2 separate regions of the Mus musculus genome follow, and region 1 is linked to region 2. A link is a contact called in public HiChIP or PLAC-seq data. All regions are on one chromosome and are shown on one strand. The core of a region is the stretch at or near the end of the contact, and the rest is flanking DNA. Distances in the headings are between cores, read along the strand shown. Region 1 has its middle 25 kb from the start of Gm40607. Region 2 holds the start of Olig3 (oligodendrocyte transcription factor 3).

Region 1 (2,733 bases), core at 118-2,617, 88 kb after region 2:
TTATTACGTTGTATCCTGCCTAAATGTGGAACTCCTTTCAAACGTCTTATAATGAAATACAGATTCTTATCATTGTGTATATTTATTCCCATGCTCCCCCACCCTGTTGGCATCTATATGTCACATGTTTTAATTTGTTCTTTTACAAGTTCTTTTTTCTTCAACAAATCTATCTCATGCTACTAGAACCCTGCCCTACCCCAACTCCAATGTGTACTTCAACTATGGAGCAGTGTGAGGTCCAACCTTCAAAACCAACAATGAAGAAGGGTTGTGGGAGGGATGAACGGAGGCTGAAGGGGATCTAAGGAATTGTAGACAGTTAGGACATACATTATTCATAGCACACAGCACTAAGCAGGCAGATGCCAGCAGACCAAGCACAAGTTGGCTCATATAGGTAAGCATGATTACACACAGTGACTGGCACATTGGCTCAATGAGGTAGGGACAACAAAGGCTGACAGATATGAAGGGCCCAACCTTTTTACCTCAAAGCCATGTTTATACAGAATTACACAAAAGTGACATTTTGTCAGAGATATGTCACATGACAGATTGCATTACTGTTTACTTTTAGGTTTCCTAAACAGCCAATGTCTGTCATTTTGTGCTGTCTTATGGCTCCCCCATGCCCAGTGTTAGTTGTCTTAGTCCATATTGGGTATTGATATCAGCACTATAGTCTCTGAACAGAAACTGGCTTTTATAGCCTTTTGTTTCCTATAATAGATTCTGAATGCCCCAACCTACTCCATGCAAAATTAATAGTCTTTATACAAGCTCCTGCTATACTCCACACATCTGAGCTACATTTGTTCTCTCATGTATCCCATGTACATTTGGATTATGCCCATGTCACTGTCCAAGGAGATAGGTGCACAAACCAAGAAGTTAAGTTGTGACTAGAGAGAATCAGCGCTAAGAGGGGAAAAAACAAAACAAAACAAAACAAAACAAAACAGTGATCATCATAGTCCACAAAGAGTATCATTAGTGTGAAATAATAATGAAAACATACAATTTGAACTTGAGCTTGGAGATCTTCTGCAGGATAATACTCATATTAGCCTTATGAATTACTTTCTATATAAAGCATTGCTCATTTTTACACATTAGCAGAGTGGGAGTGCTTCTCTATCTATATGCTAATATATGAATGTTCTAAAACATATTTATGAAATATTCAAAGTAAGGAAGGCCTGAGATTGGGACTGGGTAGATACCGTTTACGATCTCACGCAGTCAAGTAGAACTGGTAGAGTTAAAAGGAGACCGTTCTCAGGCACTGTGTAGAGGCTCTCTCTTAGTCAGGTTCATTGACTACAAGCAACAGATACAGATTCAGTTCACGTTAACTAGGAATGGTGCTTTAGCAAGCAAGCCCTCTAATACTGAGCCACATGATTGGGCCAGAGGAAAACAACTCATGACGTCTGTGGCTAACCAGATGATGCAAGACAAGATAAAATACACTTCTTGGAGAATAAGAAGGAATCATGATACCTATAAGAATCAGAAAAACAAAACAAAACAAAACAAAACAAAACAAAACAAAACAAAACAAAACACCCACCCTCTCCCTGTTTGTAAATATGCTAAGTCTTCCCGGAAGACCAGTTACTTCCCCTTCACCAAGCACCACCACCATCATTACTAACCACAACCTTTCTCCAAAGCGACAATCAACTCTAGCAACGCTGCAGATGCCCTCTGGGTTTGGAGTCCTCCTGAGCAGAATTTCAGGTCCTAGCCCACTTCCTGATTGTTTACAGGCACAGGGATGGGGGAGGGGACTTTCTCCTTCCTTTTCAGTAGGTGCAGGTGTGAGCCAGGGAGTTATTCATACGAATGAATGACTCATGAGTAAGATATGAATCTTCCTGTATGAATCATTATCACAAAGACCCCTCAAACAGTAAAAAAGATAAGATACCAGAAAGTCCACCATCATTATTCTGTTGTTCACTCCAAATTGATCTTATGGTACTTAGACTAGAAGTCTTACATTCAGTATTTGCTTTTAATTTTAAAATTAAAACAATTTCAATGAATTTTTTTTGATCAAACTTTAAAATCTCCTAAGAGAGCCTATCTGAATTTCCTATGGTATGATAAACCCTTAAGAGTTTTAGTGGGATTTGTCAAGTAACTAGCACGGACCTTTTTTCTCAAGGGCAGACATGAGAGTACACACCACACTGTGAACTGGCTCGTGGTAACTTTATCTTTTCCTCTCCTCTGGTGTTTTCTTATATAATAGAAGCTGGAAGCAGCGCTCAACCTTTTTTGCCTGCTTTGTTTGTAATTTCGGTCTCAGGTATGAAGCTGGTTTTGACAACTGAATCCTCTGAATACCAGAAGCGACATTTTAGGCTCTCTCTCTCTCTCTCTCTCTCTCTCTCTCTCTCTCTCTCTCTCTCTCTCTCTGTCTCTCTCTCTCTTATCTAACTTGCCCTCACAAATACCACAAAGCTATTGTTGGAAGAGCTATTTTCCAGAAGTCCTTGGGGTGGGCCCTGAATGGCATGCTCGGGTTTGCCTAATGTACAAGGCACAGGTCTTTCTTTATCCAGCCATCTTCTCAGGGCTGTGTTTATAATAAGTGGCCTTAGTAGATGGGGTGGTAATTCCTTTTGGAGCAAAGTCTCCTTTACAAACTCACTTAGTGCTTGTTTTATATGGAACTCACAACGTCACTTCTCCTGATCAGGCTTAATACAAGCATGCTAT
Region 2 (2,700 bases), core at 193-2,692:
TCTCTCTCTCTCTCTCTCTCTCTCTCTCTCTCTCTCCATTGTCTCTGAAAAATCTATAAGGGCAGAGACAATCATAAGTGTATCTAGCTCGATGAAATATTTACATTTGCTTTGCACAAAAGGGATAGCCATCTTTCCTCCAAGATAAGAACACAGCCAGAAAGAGCCAACTCCAAAGTTCCTTTGCAAGTTTTAAACTCCACTGATCCCATCGTTAAACAACAAATGCAGTTTTGACAAGAGCATACCACAGTGAGAAATACTGGCGTGGCATGAGGGAAAGAAGCATGCATGCAAAACAGGACTTCGGGTTCCAGTCCCCTTCGCTAACACCTAGGTATTCCAGTTTGGTTTTGGCACGCCCCGCTGGGGTGGGTCAACTGGAATCTGGATCTGTAGGGCGCTGGCGAGGCCTGGGGCCGCGCGCCCACCCTCCCGCAGGCCGAGCAGTCTCCCTTTCCCTCCTGGCCCGGCACTGCGACCCCTGCCTCAGCTCTCCCTTCCTCCTCCCGGCCGGGCCAGCCCGTGGCTCACTTGAGCAAGTCCTTGGATTCAGCCGAAAGCCGGGCCATGTTGGCGGTGGAGAGAGCGGACAGGTGCGGCGGTGGTGGCATCTGGCAGATGGTGCAGGGACAGGGCAGCCCCGCCCAGTGCTGGAAGCCGCTGCCCAATTGTAGCGCGGGCGGCGTGGAGGGCGCCTTGAGCAGTGAGTGGGGAGGACGGATGGTGCCAATGGTCGGCAGGGAGGTCGCGGACAGAGGGGACGAGGCATTGCCAGAGGAGAGCGCGCCGCCCAGGATAGGGTGCACCGGGTGCACAGCGTTGGCTGCGTGTGCCGGGTGGCCGGCCGAATGCCCCACAGTCCCACAGTGGAAGGCCGAGTGGTGTCCCCCGTAGATCTCTCCAACCAACCTCTTCATCTCCTCCAGGGAGCTGGTGAGCATGAGGATGTAGTTTCTGGCCAGAAGCAGAGTGGCGATCTTGGAGAGCTTGCGCACCGAGGGCCCGTGAGCGTAGGGCATGACCTCGCGCAGACCATCCATGGCGAGGTTCAGGTCGTGCATCCTCTTGCGTTCGCGTCCGTTGATCTTCAGCCGCAACTGCTGAAGATCCTGCTCCGACAGCTGCTTCTTGATTTTGTACTTGCTGCTTTCTCCTGCAGCCTTGGCGCCTGCCCTCGAGAGGCTTTCCCCTGGCATCTTCTGGACCATATCGCCCTGTGTGGAGGAGACCGAGTTCAGACGACTCTCCTGATGGTGGTGGTGGTGGCGGTGGTGGTGGTCTCTTAGGTACATCTCATCCATGTCCGGAGATGACGCTCTGCTGGAGACAGAGCTCGAATCAGAATTCATTTTATTACAAGAGATGCGGCCTTATGGTTGAGGAGCCTTTAGGCAGGAAATTAAAGAGAATCTTGAATTAAAAAAAAAAAAAAAAAAAAAGCAAGGTCCAGGAACCCACTTCCCCAGTTGTAAAACCAGAGAAGAAAAGTCAAGGCCCTGCCTTGCCCCGCCTCTCTCTCTCTCCTGGCTTGCTTCGCTATCTCTGGTTTAGCTGTTTCCTGCACTGCACATTGGTGTGTGCCTGAACTAACCTCTTGCAGTAAAAGAGGGGCTTTTATAGCGCTGCAGTGGAGAAAAGAGACAAAAGGAGCCCTCCTATCTATCCTGGGCTGGTTAAGATGACGTGCCATCATCATTCAGGGCGGTGCGCTTTGCTGTCCCAGTTAGCAAGGATTCCTATTCATATTCATTGTGGGGCCGCCCTGGGACACCTCTGCTTGGAACCACAAGGAGCCCCCAGGCACAAAACCCTTTGATTGACACACTCACCGCGGATGCACTGGACTTCTTGTTTTTGTTGTTGTTTTGTTCTTTAAAAACTTTCTTCTGTGCCACTCCCCTCATTCTATTTCTTTTAACCAAATCTTACACTTAAAATGAAGGGAAGGAACAGAAGTTGCCTGGAAGATCAGCCTACGACGTTACTTTGGACTTAGAAGATATGGGTTGTTCTCTATCTAGTTTACAGAAATGTGGGCAAAACAAGGTCTCAATAGAAAGCCGGATACCGGAGCCAAAACGGGGCAGGTTCAACCAGGGAGACTTGGAGACTTTGCTGACTGAAGTTGTTATTCACTGGTACATTTTCTCTAAATTCAGTTAATTTTGTTTATTTGCCCTTTCCGGTAAATTAAAAAAAAAAAAAAAACATGTGCCCATTTGGCAATGCGTTTTTGCCTTTGATGCTACTGTGGAGAAGTCTTCTTTTGCGTTAAAAATAGCGAATTGAAATAATTTTGGTTTTGTACATTTCTTTAACTTCTTAGCTATAGAACTGAGGGAGGAGAGACAAAACCCCCAATGTTATATGAAAATCAATTTAGGAAGAAAATTTGGGGAGAGAAAAGGGTGAAGAAAAATGGGAGAGTTAGGGATTGAAACGAATCTCAAGAGCTCGGTACAGATCTTTGGGGTTCCAGCTTCCCAAATGGGGTAGCTAACTGCCTTCTTCGCCTCAAGTTCCACTGTGTGTTGGGATGGGATGAAGGCAGTCTTTGGCCTCAGGGTGAAAGCTGAGAGCATCCAGAGTTTAGCACCAGACCACCTGGAGCGGCAGCTGAGCAGAGCGGGAGTTCAGGGTAAAATCAAGTGTGTGGTGTGTGTGCGTGTGCATGTGTGTGTGTATGTGTGTGCACAG

Evidence for each region. HiChIP or PLAC-seq counts read pairs in DNA pulled down with a chosen protein or histone mark.
Region 1: a BATF HiChIP or PLAC-seq map of CD8 T cells shows a contact between it and region 2, with 7 read pairs. The contact joins the enhancer-like site here to the promoter of Olig3 in region 2. A contact is called at or near these places in 1 of 39 promoter capture datasets (the 3T3-L1 cell line), 1 of 484 Hi-C or Micro-C datasets (embryonic fibroblasts), 2 of 115 datasets of contacts at active chromatin or transcription factors (CD8 T cells and embryonic hindbrain) and 4 of 9 other capture datasets (adipose tissue, embryonic stem cells, liver and 1 more).

Annotation. Positions count from the first base shown.
Region 1 is chr10:19,267,270-19,270,002 of GRCm38.p6, reverse strand. No RefSeq gene overlaps it. Among named protein-coding and RNA genes, the nearest start is that of Gm40607, 25 kb to the right of the region's middle. Within about 2 kb of position 1,367, at least 23 of the 459 cell types and tissues checked have an H3K27ac peak or open chromatin away from gene starts, as enhancers often do. A contact at or near this core is called in CD8 T cells, where this site is marked.
Region 2 is chr10:19,355,281-19,357,980 of GRCm38.p6, reverse strand. Olig3 (oligodendrocyte transcription factor 3) reads right to left here and starts at 1,442. Exons shown (of 1, transcript NM_053008.3): 1 at 1-1,442. The coding sequence starts at 1,352. The coding sequence ends at 531.